Linked DNA regions of Mus musculus: region 1 is linked to region 2. The links are chromatin contacts, called in public HiChIP or PLAC-seq maps. All regions are on one chromosome and are shown on one strand. The core of a region is the stretch at or near the end of the contact, and the rest is flanking DNA. Distances in the headings are between cores, read along the strand shown.

The links. HiChIP or PLAC-seq counts read pairs in DNA pulled down with a chosen protein or histone mark.
Region 1: a contact with region 2 is called in an H3K4me3 HiChIP or PLAC-seq map of embryonic limb bud, with 6 times the contacts expected there. The contact joins two enhancer-like sites. A contact is called at or near these places in 1 of 39 promoter capture datasets (the C10 cell line) and 4 of 115 datasets of contacts at active chromatin or transcription factors (bone marrow-derived macrophages, embryonic limb bud, large pre-B cells and 1 more).

Annotation. Positions count from the first base shown.
Region 1 is chr17:17,571,352-17,578,609 of GRCm38.p6, forward strand. Lnpep (leucyl/cystinyl aminopeptidase) reads right to left here. Exons shown (of 18, transcript NM_172827.3): 2 at 7,181-7,258; 3 at 3,898-4,036; 4 at 2,596-2,727; 5 at 275-395. Among named protein-coding and RNA genes, the nearest start is that of Lnpep, 50 kb to the right of the region's middle. Within about 2 kb of position 4,375, at least 5 of the 459 cell types and tissues checked have an H3K27ac peak or open chromatin away from gene starts, as enhancers often do.
Region 2 is chr17:15,692,983-15,700,548 of GRCm38.p6, forward strand. It overlaps 5830433I10Rik (a long non-coding RNA gene), which reads right to left. Exons shown (of 2, transcript XR_001782213.2): 2 at 1,621-7,566. Among named protein-coding and RNA genes, the nearest start is that of Chd1, 8.2 kb to the right of the region's middle. Within about 2 kb of position 6,224, at least 14 of the 459 cell types and tissues checked have an H3K27ac peak or open chromatin away from gene starts, as enhancers often do.

The DNA of each region.
Region 1 (7,258 bases), core at 3,125-5,624, 1.9 Mb after region 2:
GAAATTCCTTCGAAGTTAGAATTTATCAAACTCCATATGGGGCCTTAAGCAAATTTCTACAACCCCATAAACTTAAGTTATCTAAGTAATTCTAAGTTAAGTTCAGATGTATAGATTATAAATAACCGTACACAAATAAAATTTCTACAGCATTAAAAATTTCTTGGTTTTCTTTTAAAAATATTTGGCAAAGGCTTTTTTTAAAAAAATTGTTTATGAAGCAAATCTTTGTTATAAATTGCAATGAAAATCAAAGGAACTATCTAACTCTTACCCAATTTCTTAAGTGGGTACTGAATTTCAAAGTAAGTTTGATAAAACTCAAGAAGCTTTATAGTTGTGTCCAAGGCATGGTGAACTTGACCAATTTTTTCTGGTACAGCATACACAGAAACCTGAAGAGAAACATAATCCATGGTGTAAAGGCAGGTAAGATTAAAATGGCATGCCACTCAGCTGAGCACTGTTAGGACCAGCAAACAAGTCATTTATACCCATACTTACACAAAAGAATTACTTAGTGTTTTAATTTTTTTAAAGCTTTCCCCAATATCTCAAATAAACTACTATAGCACACCTCAGAGCAAAGTATAAGCACTGACCCTAATGTAATGATACATTCTTACACTCTTATAACTCACAAGTGCTCTTACTTATGAATTGTGAAGATGGGTTATATGCAGCACAAAACTAAGGTGTTAATCCTTTTGGTGCCTGTTATTGTGCCTGTCATCCAGTAGGCACTAAATATATACTCATAAATAAATATCAACTTCACTTGTTGGCTTGCTTTGATGGATCATGTAATAAAAAACAGTTGTATCATGAGACACTCTAACTATGATTCAGGTCTCACATTGCTCATTCACTTCAGACTGCACACTCAGAAGCAAATCATAGAATTACAGAGATTACTTAAATACCTATCCTCTCTCTATTTGGAAGATAAGTGCACAGTTTAAGTAATATGATATGATTATAAAAGAAACTGAAATTTGACCAAGTGACACAATTACTCTCAATTCTGGCACACAATTAGGAGAAAGGGTTTTGAAAGTTTTCCTTTCTAATTTTTTTCTTTTCCTTAAAGAACATGTGCTTTTAACTTCTTAATACATAGTTATCATCTGCTCATTATATTTATATCAACCTTATTCTAAAAAATAATAAAACAGTGGAAAATAAACAAAGAGAACAATGTGTCTCAGGAAAAAAAAAAGTCTTTTGCTAGTTTGTGGTCTCAGAGATTTAAACTACAGCCCTACATATATGATGCCAGCACCCCACCACAGAGCTATTTCCCCAGGCCTCTTTTTACTTTTTAGTTGGCCACAGGGTCTCATTAAGTTCTCCAGGCTCAGTCTTGAACTCATTTTGTAGCTCAGGAATGTCTTGAAACTGTGACCCTTCTGCCTCGGCATCCTAAGTAGGTGGGGTTACAGGTCTTCACTACCATGCATACCAGGGGAGAAATGCCTTAAACAATATTTTGGGTTGGGTAAGAGAATATCAATTACTACTGTATGGGGATTTGGGGTGCAGCTCTGTGGTACAAGAGGTGGTTAGCAGGTTTAAGGCTGTAGGTTGAAACAATTTAAAAAATAAAGGAGGAAAAGAAAAACAAACAAATCATATCCTAGTAACAGTCAAATGAAAGCCCCCTGGCAACTAGGCCGTGGCAGTTATAGTCTAAATGCTTTCTTGCCATCTAGTCCAAGAACCCTTTAAGAGACTTTATAACTACAGTTATGACTTGGTAGGTTGAACCCGTTTGTGCCTTTAAGTAATAAAAACAAATACGAGCCAACAAAAGCAGGCCCAAACCTTATCACCTGCAATGAAAAGCAGTAATAGAGCCTGTAGGATCTAAGGGACACACTGGCCTTCCAAAACTGAACACATCACCGAAAGCATAGTGCCTTGCATAAAGAAAGTGTTGAGTTTCTTCCTAATGACTGATGAGATGCACCAGGAGGAAATGAAATCAAATGTGCAAAGTGTACCAGGATGCTTGAGAGACACTTGGGATATGTCCTGGCTAGTTTTATGTCATTTTGACACAATGAAGAGTTAACAGAAAGAAGGAAACCACTATTGAGAAAATGCTACCATAAGATTCAGCTGTAAGGCATTTTCTTAATTAGTGATTAATGGAGGAGGGCCCAGCCCATGGTGAGTGGTGCTATTCCTGAGCTGGTGGTGTTAGTTCTATAAGAAAGCATGTTGGGCAAAGTCATAGAAGCAAACCAGTAAGTAGCACTCCTCCATGGCCTCTGTATCAGCTCCTGTTTCCTGCCCTGTTTGAGTTCCTGTCCTGGCTTCCTTCAGGCTACTGACCATCATATTCTACAGTACAGTTCTAGAAATGTCAGTATAATATGTTATCTTACTATAATTTTCACAAAATAGGAAACTTGAAAACTACTAACTTTCAGACAGCAAATGAATAGTAGTATATATGAGTTAAATGAGAGTGGTATTTCTGGTGTAACATGTTAGAATCCGATCTAAAAGCTTGTATTCATAAGGTAACCACCAAGAACTACCACCACCCTACTATACACCAGCTTTCAGACAATCAGAGTACGGACATACCAGAGTTCCATTTACATCCTGACTCAGGTTCCTCATCTCCCCTACAATGAAAGCAACCAGGTATGTGCTCATTTTCACACTTTCAGAAAACTCATCTTGAATAAGTCCTTCTTCTGCAGGGACCGATGACTTCTATAGCCAAAAAAAAAAAAAGGAAGATGACAGTTCTGTAACTAAAGGATCAATGACAAATACGGTAAGAAATTAAAAATTCATGAAGTAATAAATAGACATTTTAATCTTTCAACACAAATTTCTAGATAATGGTTTCAGTCTCTTCTCTTGATCAAGAAGACACAGAGTATAATGAGAACCTCAACATGACTCTCAATATATTTGTTCCCTGTAGCAATTGTTCTGTCTTCCAACTGTAGCAAAATTCAAATCCTTCCCCATTCCCTACCTCCATAACCTGAGGATCACTGACTTCAAGAGGGAACTGTAGCTAAAACATTCCCTGACATGATCTAGTGCTCCATGGAGTACCCCCAGGAAAAGTTAGTGGAATCAAAAGCATTAAGTCACTAGAGAACTCTGTCACTGACTAAAGGTGAAGAAATGCCAGGAACTCTCAAAATTTCCCAACCATGAATCAGGTTTTGCTTTGGGTTAGTGTGAAGTAGGTGCCCACCTCTTTAAGAGACATATTAAGGTGATGAGTTGACTGTGACAATGAAAGCTCATGCTGTCTGATGGCTATGGGGGTAGATGGTAGATGGTATTGCCTGCTACCTGTGGCTACTTCTCACCTCTAGCCATACAGGTTCTAGGAAGTACCACACCGGCTGCACAAGCCATTCAGGCAGACACAAAAAGAATAAAGTTCTGTTGAGCATAAAACTCTTCTACTTGGTGTTACCCCTACTACCTCCCATGCAACTAACAAGAAAAAGGCTCCTGTTCTTGTCCATTTCCACATGACAATAATCCAGAGTTTCATTAGCCAAAACACTAAGAATGATCACAATTCCATAGTCTCAACAATGCTTACAAGAGCAAATTCATTATGTCTCAAGTCATTTACTCAGCTTATACTGTTTCATAGTGTTAGTATTTGTGCTACTGTAGAGCAGGAAGACACTTCACACTTCTTACGCATGCATTCTAAGCCTTGCAGGGTCTTTTCCTTTCTCAAGCATTCCTCAGACTGACAAAGTACTTTTCTTTCCATTTGTATCTAACTATTTCAGAAAGAATATATACACATATGTTTCTAAATATCCCTACCAATAGTAAAGAGGAATCCAACTGTTCTCAGAGATAAGAGATCTATCCAAATATTGCACCTTCACGTCCCAGTACCTTAGGCATATTTGATAACGCAGTATGGTGCTCATTCCTTGTGATCTTGATGATAAATGTGGCCTTAAATGCTGGTTCATCAAAACAAGGAAAAGCAGATCTTGCTGCCAGAGGTTCAAACTGAGTTGCTGCAAAGTACCTAAAAAGAAATGCAAATTTGGTCCAATAGTTAGAGTGCGTACTAGACAGGGCATCCCACAAAGTACTAGGGCTATGAAGAAAAAAATACATTACAATTCCAGCCTCTAAAACACCTACTATTAACTAAAGGGGTTGAGGGGGGCGAGGAGAGCAGAGGCCTAGAGGGGGCAGAGTCTTCTTGCAGGCTTCAAATTGTATTGCTAACAGTGGAAGCACATTAGTGGGATCAAATGGTGTGAAACAAATTCTTCTGCAGGTGAAGACACTATAAAGAAACTAGTACCCAGCCTGAATGGGTCCTTGAATATCAAGCACACTTGATAAAGCACAGAATTGAAGAGTACACTTGAGAAAGACGGCAGCATAAGGAAAGAAGGCAATACGCGTCTACAAGCTGGAGCAGCTGCTAAGTGCAGTGGGATTCACCAACGGAGAGGCTTGAGTTTCTGATAGAAGTCCATAGGATTGTCATTAGCAGCTACTAACCAGCTGGGTTCACAACACTGAATCTCAAATCTACAATATGCACTTTCATGAAAATAGAAAAACCAGTTGTTCTTTAATAGCATTCTGCTTTCCTCTTTCCTTTTTAGAGATGGTCCTGCCTGTGAAAATCACAAAAAGCAGCAGGGGCTAATGGTAGATTTTCACTCAGGAGAAAGTGATTTCCACTTGAAGACTACACAAGCAGAGTAGCAGGGCGAGCGAGAGGCCTCTCTTATGCCAGCTTCTATGCCATTCACAGGCACTGTGGACACAGCACCCGCTGTGCTAGACTCCACTTTTAGAAGATAAGCAGAAAAGAGCGCTTTGAATTTGGGGTCTACATTTATTAGCTCCATGACTCTGTCCAGTCTGTAACCTACATCTCTGTCTTATATGTTACATATTATGGTTGAGCCAGGTCTCCCTGAACCAAGCCTTAGGGTTTTGCCAGAATCCAGGAAAACTTTACAATAAACTAACAAAACCACCTAGGCTACCTAGGTGGTTCTACATCGATGCTTACTACTAGTACTAGGTAACTACAACTCTCTCCGCACGTAAAGTCATTATGTCTTTCCTGATAAGCATAGGCCCAGTAAAAGCAGAGTGAACTTCATCTGATAACCATGCGATTTCTAAAGCTCATTCCTTTTATTCATCCACTGCCAACATTTTCACCCAGTAAACAGAATAGGATAAAGTCTAATTATATCCCTACTACTCACATTAGAGAGGCCTATTTATAGACAAAAATTATATCATAATGTTCTTCTTTTTGTTTGAGACTGAATCTTAAATAGCCCAAATTGGCCTCATACTCACCATGTACAAACACACACACACACACACACACACACACACACACACACATACGCACGCGCACGCGCCTCTCGACCTCCTTGATCTTCCTGCCTCTACCTCCCAAGTGCTGGGACTGCAACTGCATTCCTCATGCCTGACTATAGATCCTAATGTTCTAAGTCAAAACAAACAAACGAGAAAACTTTTAAGTTATTGTTCAAGCAATATAACAACTATCTCACACAAGTCTATGAGAAGTCTACATTTTGAAGACAATTACAATGTCTTCTCTATTGTGAAACTCGATACCTATTCTTTCCTTGTGACTATGTTTGCTCTCAGAAACACTTGCTAAGCATGCATATCCTCAAGTCAGGACAGGAATTAGCTGGGAGGTGAGTAAGAGAATCTTAAGCACTGGCAAAAACAATGTGCAAAAGAAATGAAGTATGAACTGGGGAAGTGGTTCAATACAATGGAAAGGTCTGGGTTCCCTCTCTGCTCCCTGACAGTCCTGGCAGACTATTATTACTTTATAATAGTAATTTATAAGCACTTTCATCCTTGGCTATTATGAATATATTAGCATTTCTTAGTTTGACAAGGTAGAAGATTAAAGAAACATAAGATGTTCTGAGCAGTTTCTAGTATTTCAGTTCCCAATAAATACTGACTACTGTTATGCTTAGTTGTAGGAATAGAGTGTTCAACATGATAGGAGAATAAGGGCTGTGAGAGAAAACAAAGGCCAGATAATGAAGATTGTCAAAATGTTAGGAATAAGAACTGTAAAATGTTTGTACATCGAAGGTGACCATGAGCACCTCTAGCAGAAACAAGTGCAAAGATAAAAATAGGCATAGATTATGTTGGCAGCAGTGTGGAAAGGAGGCAAAGTTTCCTGACCACAAGCAGTGTCTCTTCAAAGCATTTACAGACATTGTGATTTTTCCAGGCAACAAGAGCATTGGTGGTAAGAAGAGCTGCCTTTCAAGCAAGAAGAAATGTATCCCCCTAATTACTCTATCAATTTAAATATTTAATTATAGTGGGGCCAATATAAAAGTTTCCAGCAAAATTGAAAAAACATACAACATTGCTTAGGATTAATAATTTTCAGACATCCTGAAGGTAAGAATGATCTAAACTTGTATGTACTCTCAAGATAGACAATCATGTGGGTACTTCACTTTAAGAGGCAAGTAAATGAACTTACGTTCTGTTCATTCTAAACTTTCAGTTTAAGATACTATTTTAATTTCTCTATTTCTTAGTTTCAAGGACCCACATTTTTTTAACATAACTCAACCCAGCTCATGCCTAGAATTTACACAACTACACTAAAAATAACTGAATTCTACTGCACAGTATTAATTTTTCTAACTAGGTAGCACTAGGTCCAAAGATTTCGGGGAAAAAAAAATCAGATTAGACGAGATAACTCTGGGGCTTCTCTTAGAGTTCTGCTTGCAATTTTAGAGATTCCACACTCAAACTGACATTTTAAAAAGCGAACCAGTAAAGATTAAGGACATTAAGAAGGATATACATAGGCATATTTCATCCTCTCTTTCTCCAACTCACTAAGTACCTCCTTAAGTCCTGCCTGCAAGTAGATTAGCCCATTCTCCTCACTCCTTACAGCTTCATGGAAGGATGGCAATATTCATCTCAGAAAGCATGAAAAGCTCAAAAGAAGTATATTCTCCCATATTGCCATTCTACTGTACATATAACTTCGTAAATTTGAAACCTCTGAATTTAAAATATCTATGGTGTGACAAAGGGTCCTATTTGCATTGTAGAAGTTACATGCAGCAGAGCACAGAACAAGAACCATTTCAGTTTTACATACTTTTTCTCATTACTTTTATCTGTGTAGGTGATGCCATAAAACCCATAATAAGAGTTAGATATATTTGCTGAATACTCT
Region 2 (7,566 bases), core at 4,974-7,473:
GCCACGCACCTGGGCACACTTGGGAGGGTTTTCTTAGTTGTTGTTTTTTTTTTTCTCTACGAATCATTTGAGGTGGCAAGACCCACCCTAAATCTAGGCCACACCTTCTGGTGGCAGCTTATAGAAAGGACAGGGAAGAGGGAAGCTTTTGCTTTCAGCTTGCTGGCCCTCACTGGTTGGTAGGTTCAATCCTACACTGGTCTTGGAGCCTACTTGAGGATTCTGACATATACTGAATAGTGCAGACATTCAGCTTCTCGGACTGAGCAATTATTGTATTCTTGGACTTCTGTCAGGAGACAGCTACTGTTGGACTAGCCAGACCACCGCTTGTAAGCTTCTCTGATTATATAGATTCATTCTATCAGTTCTGTTTCCCTAGAGAACCCTAATTAATACACTCCACTTCCATCTTGAAACCTTCTTTAGAATGTATCTCTTTCCTAGGTACATTTGAAATGTAGTCTGTAATAACCCAAACATTTGAAAGCTTACAAAGTGCTTGGCTAGTATACAGTCTGAGCTCTAAGCCACTTTGGGTAAGATAGCTACTGTGCAATACACTAAAGTCCCACCTTATAATCGGAAGGCTATATAACTCTTCCCTCATCTTGATTTGGCCAGTTACTTTCTCTGTGATTTGTATCTGCATTTCCACTTACAGCCACCTAAAGTATCGGGCTCTGCTGCTGCCATCAGTAGAAATCCACTTTGCTAAAGCAAAGAGGTGAAATTAGGTTACAAGGTTGAGTTATTACAAATAATTCAAAGATAAAAGGAGTTTAACTTCTCAAAGGATGGAGAGCAGGAACTGGGGCAGCTATTATATCCACATGTCCGTCAAGCAAAGGTCTTAGCTTTCTGGCTTGCAAGGTAGAGGAGATGGTATTATCTTCATAGAGCTGTAGAACTGTGAAATGGTGCAGTCAGTAGCCTGTGTTGCTCATCTCTTCCACACAGACATCGATTCTCCTCAGGCTGCGCACTGTCACACATAGCCTACGTTTATGTGTTTTTAGTTCAAATGATCAGCCACCTGACAAACGTTCCTCAGGCCTCACTTTAAGTTCTTAAGACAACATATTTGATCTCAGTAGGGCCAATAGTCATCTATCGGAACTCAGAGGTGTTTGGTCGTCTAGTACAGATGTTGTTGCTGCAGCTGAACTCCTTATGTGGGAGGTTAATCAAGGCCAAAATATGGAAAGAAAAGTTTTCTATTAGTCCCAAATCACTGATACCTCTTTTTATAATTATAAAAAAGTCCTCAAATAATTGACTTGCTGAATGCCATTTAACTAATGATGGGGCAGTGCAGTGGCTGTAAAGCCAGTATTTTTTTTTTCCTGTAAGCAGTACTCTACAAACAGACACTCACACACAAAAGCACATGTGCATGCACAAACACACATAGACACACTACACACACACAGAGACACACACACATATACACACAGACACATATACCACACACAGACACTCCACACACACACACACACACACACACACACACACACACACCACACAGACACACACAGACACACACAGACACACACACACACCTATTTACCTTGCATGCATCTAAGCATGAGAAACATTAAGTCTTGTAGTAGCTTAAAATTGGCTTTTATGTTTACTTTATTTTTCTTTAAACAAAGGGTATAATCAGCTATACTTCAGGGAAGGCTTTTGATTAAGGCAACCTATAAAAGAAAAGCATCTAATTAGGCCTTGCTTATAATTTCAGAGGGTTAGTCCATGACCATCCTGGTGGGAAGCACGGTGATAGGCAGGCATAGTGTAGGTGGAGCATTAACTGAGAACTTACATCTGATTGGCAAGATAGAGGCAGACAGAGAGAGTGAGGCTGGGTTTGGTGTGAATGTTTGAAGTCTCAAAGCCCACCCTCAAGTGTCATACTTCCTCCAAAAAGGCCACACGCCTAATCTTTTCTAAACAGTCCATCAACTTGGAACTAAACACTCAAATATATAAACCTATGAGGGCCATTCTCTCTCAAGCTGCTATATCTGGAATACATGAAAACTCAAAAGTTTAACATCAAGAAAATCCAAATCACCAATCAATACATTGGTCAGTGAATGAAACAGACATTTCTCAAGGGAAGAAATACAAATGGTCAGTTAGTATTTCTTTAAGTGATAAGTATTGTTAGTCATTAGAAAAATCCAAATTAAAACTACTTGTGATTCATCTCATTTCAATCATAATGGTTGCTATGAAAAAAAAAAGATAGAAAATGTTGGCAAGGGCGTGGAGGGAAAGGGAAATTTCTTCACTGTTGGAAGGAGTAGATTGGTGCAGCGGCTGTAACAATCAGTGGGAAGTTTTATCACAAAACTGAGGGAAGGCTAGCATACGATCTGCTTCCACATGCTTGCGCATTTACTCAAAGTATTCCATAGCCTGACATAAATATTGTACATTCATGTTTATCAATGCCCTTTACAATAGCAAGGAAATGGAATCAGCTGTCCATCAATGCACAGATGGGTGGTAAAATATGGCACATAGACTAGATACCACAATGGAATAATCGTGCAGCTGTAGGGATAACTACACTTTTCAGGAAAATGGATGGAAGTAAACAATGTATTAAATGAGTGACCCGGCTTCAGAAAGACAATCAATGCATGTTCTCTCTCACAGGCAGCTCCCAGCTTCAAGCTTTTATGTGTGTATTTGTGTGGGGGTGAGTATGTGGTAGAGGATGTGAAACTAGGAGCTCACGAGTGTGGAAGCAGGAGCCTTTAAGGAAACAGGGATGATGGAACTCATGCAGTATGAATTGGGAAGGGCAAAACTAATGACAGAAGGCAGGGGCCAGGGAGATGGGGGAAGTGGAAGTGGGGAACAGGAACAACCACAATCACATAAGAAAAATGCCTTTAGGAAACCTGTTATTTTGAACATTGATTAAAAAAAGAAATTTAAAACTCTTATGATGATGATGATGGTGGTGGACATGATGATGAAGATGAAGATGATGCAAGGAAGATGACAATGACAACAATGTTGACTATGATGATGATGACAATGACAATGCTTTGTATATCTGCCTAAGAGCCACACTGTGTGTGGTGGTCAGAAGGTAACTTTAGAGATTCAATTCTCTCCTTCCATCTTCACACAGGTTCTAGGGATGAAACTCTGGTTGTCAGGCTGGCACGGCAAGTGTCTTTACCGTTTACCTGAGGAACCATCTCATGAGCCCAACAAAATGTATATTTTTAGAAATAGATAAAACATAGGATAGAACATACAGAGTAAAATTTACAGAGGTGTAGTTGAAATGTGCAGCCTGGTAAACCCATGCATTCACCACTCAGAGCAAGACACAGAACAGAACAATTTTGAATCAGTCTCCACGAGATAAAAACGGGTTGGCCATTGCCCACCAGTGCATGGCTGGCCAGGCTGCTGGGGCAGAGAGTTGCTGGCACAAGTGTGGGTTGTGCCGGTTCATTTTTTAATATTTACTGCAACAATTTTCTTCAGTGGTCATGTGCCCTAGAAAATCCACACCACCCCTACAGAGGTGACTGTTATCTGGATCTTCTTATCCTATTTTAGTCCTTGGATTTTGCAAGAGTTGAATTATAAAACATGGTTTCTTTTGAGTCTCTTTCACTCAGTACATTGCCTGTGAGATTCATCCACGTTACTTACTGTGGGAGTGATTTCTTCTTTGTTGCTGGGTGATATCCCATTTTGTCTTTATTTAGTCAAGTTTGAGGCTGTTTAGGAATCAAACTGTTAAACCGGGTGTGGTGGCGCATGCCTTTAATCCCAGCACTTGGGAGGCAGGCGGATTTCTGAGTTCGAGGCCAGCCTGGTCTACAAAGTGAGTTCCAGGTCAGCCAGGGCTATACAGAGAAACCCTGTCTTGGAAAAAAAAGAAAAAAAACAGAAAAACAAAAACAAAAAAACTTTTGGATTAAAAGGTAGCTCTACATTATGGTACATTAACAGATATCTTCTAACCGTCTTGTGCATTCGTAGGGGACTGCAGAGTTCATGGAAACTCTTCCCAGTTAAGTGATCATCTGTACTGGTTACTTTTGTGTTATTGTAATTATGACCAAGGCAATGTATGGAAAACATATTTATCTCAGAGGGTTAACACAGCAAAAGTTGGCGAGAGCTGTCACTAAGAGTCAGGAGGCATACCTCTTTATGTAACTGGGGATGGCATATGCTTTGAAACTTTGAAGACCACCCCTGGGAACATACCTCCCCCTCCAGTGCCGTGTCTTCTCCCAATCCTTTCTCATCAGCCACCAAGTGGGGACCAAGTATTAAAATGCCTGAGACTTATGGGGTAAATCAGATCAACATGCCACCCATATAATATAACCATAAACAATGTTAGTTTTTGTTTAGTTCCTTATTCTAAAAATACAGAAACAAAGTTACCTACATTAGACTTAAAATTCATATATTTACTTTCTCTAGTGATTAATGTGTTTATCTTCACAGCTAATTTGTATATCCAACTCTTCTCTCACAGAGTCAACTTCATCTCACAAGATTATTACCTCCCAGAAGTAGGAATGTTTGTATATATCTGTAATCCCAGCACTCGGCAGGCTAAGGCATGAGATCATGAGTTTGAGGGCAGCCTGGGTTATAGGGTGAAAAACAAAGTTATTCAAAGGAATGAAGTCGAGCCAGGCATGGTGGCACATGCCTTTCATCCCAGCACTTGGGAGGCAGAGTCAGGAGGATTTCTGAGTTCAAGGCCAGCCTGGTCTACAGAGCGAGTTCCAGGACAGCCAGGACTACACAGAGAAACCCTGTCTCGGAAAACCAAAAAAAAAAAAAAAAAAAGGAACGAAGTCTGGAACAGAGTTCAATGGTTAAAGGTACTTGCGGCTCTTCTAAAGGACCCCAGTTTGTTTCTCAGCACCTGGTTGCTCACAATTGCCTGTGACAAAAACTAAAAGCAGATGTTTTCGGCCTCCAGGTCTCCGTGAGCAGCTACATTTACATGCGTATTCCCACACATACTCAGACACATACATACACAATAGACGTAATAAAAAAAAAATCAAAGTAAAATTTCTAAATGGAAGGAAGACAGAGTCTCAGAGAGTGTCCTGCTTTCATTTCTGTGGCTGTGGTATCATCCTGATAAGCAACTCAGGGGAGAAATCATTTATTTTGCTTCACAAGTCCAAATTACAATGCGCCACTGCTGGGAAGTTGCAGTGGCAGGAATGTGTACTATAGTCAAGTGCGGAGGGAGAGGGAATGGATGCTCGTTTGCTTCCCTTGCTCAGCTGAATCTCTCCACCCTTTCACGGTTCAGGACCTTCTGATTGGGAATGGTTCCACCCATGGTGGATTGAGCCAGCCCACATCTGTTACCATAAGACAGTCCTGTCTCCTACCCCGTGACTATAGGTCAACCCAATGTAGACAATCCCTCAGTGAGATACTTTTCTAGGCAGTGTCAAGTTGACAATTGAAATTAACTATCACAGGGAGGGAGAAACACGGCATGGAAGAGTTAAGTGCCAGGTATACCAGTTGTCTCAGCACTCATACTGTAGTACCAGAAGGATCGCCTGTTTGATACTACTAAGCTCAGGGTATACAGTAAGGCCATGTCTCACCCCCAACTCCTCTAGTGTGTATGTGGGTGTGTGTTTCTGGTTTTTTTCAATTAAGTCTTTTATCAAAGCAAATAAATCAAAATCTTAAAGATGGAAAAGATACATTCCGGGCTGAAGGGATGACTCAATGGCTAAACGCTCTCATTGCCTTTGCAGATACAAGTTCAGTTCCCAGCACCCATGCCATACGGCTTGCAGCTCCTGAGTACTGCAGCCACGTGTGTATGCCCACATGCAGATACATACATGTATTTCAAACAAAAACAACAACAAAAAATGACATATTCTCTCCCCATTAAAAGTCAAGTCCTGTGAGTTTAGATTCACTCCACTTATTTATCATTTACCACATTCCATATCTCAGTCTAGCTTATGGCCATATTCCTCAACAAAACAGTTCTTGTTGTGGTAACTGATGACCATCGCGTCACCAAAGGCAGTGGACATTTTCCAGGCCTTGTTTCACATGACTTCACAATGGCACTTGACATTATTTATTCACCACTCCTTCCTTGAAGTGCTTAGTCATTTGTCTTCAAGCACACAACACCCTCTGAGAACTCCACCTCGTCTAGCTCATCTTCCTCTACCTAGGCCCTAAGCTATTGTAAAGCCAGTTTCATGTGCACTCAGGAATGTAATCTTTCCTTACAGATGTAGCAGGTTTTCTGTTTTACAGATGATGTCATCAGCTCTCCCAAGCTCCTGCTGCTGGGACTTCTCAGTAGTGATAGACTGTAACCCAGAACGCCGTCGAGCCAATCAGAATCCTTTCCCCTAAGGAGCTTGTTCCCAGGTCCATACAGGCTCATACTTCTATTTAGAAGCTGCTTGGATGACCAAAGCCATTAGAAATTCAGTAGATACTACACCAAATGATCTCCCAACCTCCCTATCTACCTCCAGATACACTGACCTTCGAGTGAATGCCACTACCACTCAGCTGTATACACAAGTACCCTCTTCCTAATGCTCCGTCCGAGCTCAGGAAGCATACACTACTGTTTCCCAGCTAACTCTTTCTACCTCTATTTCACTAACCTGCTCCAACATGCCCTTTCTAGCTTTCTCATTGACAAAAGAGTCCAACTAATTCTAGGAGTATTTTATCAACCTTGATATATCTTAATCTTTGTTTGAGATTTATATCTAGAGTACAGTTTTCAATTTACCCATCCTTTTAAGTCACCATCAAGCTAAAATCCCTTCAATGTTTTCCTATTTTCCTGCATAATCTACTTGGTCCCTGAAGAGCCCTGACTGTGTAGACCCTCTTGTTCAATTGCTGTTTGTTCTCTCAGGGCTATGTATTCTATATCCCCTATTTTGATGGCTAATCTTCACTATCAACTTGACTAAATTTAGGGTCATCAGGGAAATACACTTTAGCTCGTATCTATAATACATTCAGAAAGGTTTAACTCCGGAAAGAGGAATGGATGTGGGCAGCACATTAGAGGACTGAATGGAATCAGGAAAGCAAGCTAAGCAGTAGGAAGGATTCATCTCTCTCCTTTCTGACTGCTTAGTGTGACCAGCTGCCTCACATCTGTCTCTCTCTTCCCCACCAGGATGGATAATACATGCAAGTTATCAGCCAGAATAAACTTTTCCTTCTTGAAACTATATTTGTTAGATGTCTTGCCATAATAACTGTCTTAGTCACTGTTTTATTGCTGGGAAGAGACACCACCACCAAGGCAACTCTTAAAAAAAAAAAAAAGACTGCATTTAAGTGAGGGGTTTGCTTAGTTTCAGAGGGTTAGTCCATTAGCATCATGGCAGGGTTATGCTCGGAGCATGGTGGGGTAGTCATGGAGCGGGAGCAATAGCTGAGAGTTACATCCTGATCTGCAGAGAGGAGCGGTGGTGTCTCTGATCGGGTCTGACATGGGCTTTTGAAACCTTAGTTTCACCTCCCTGTGAC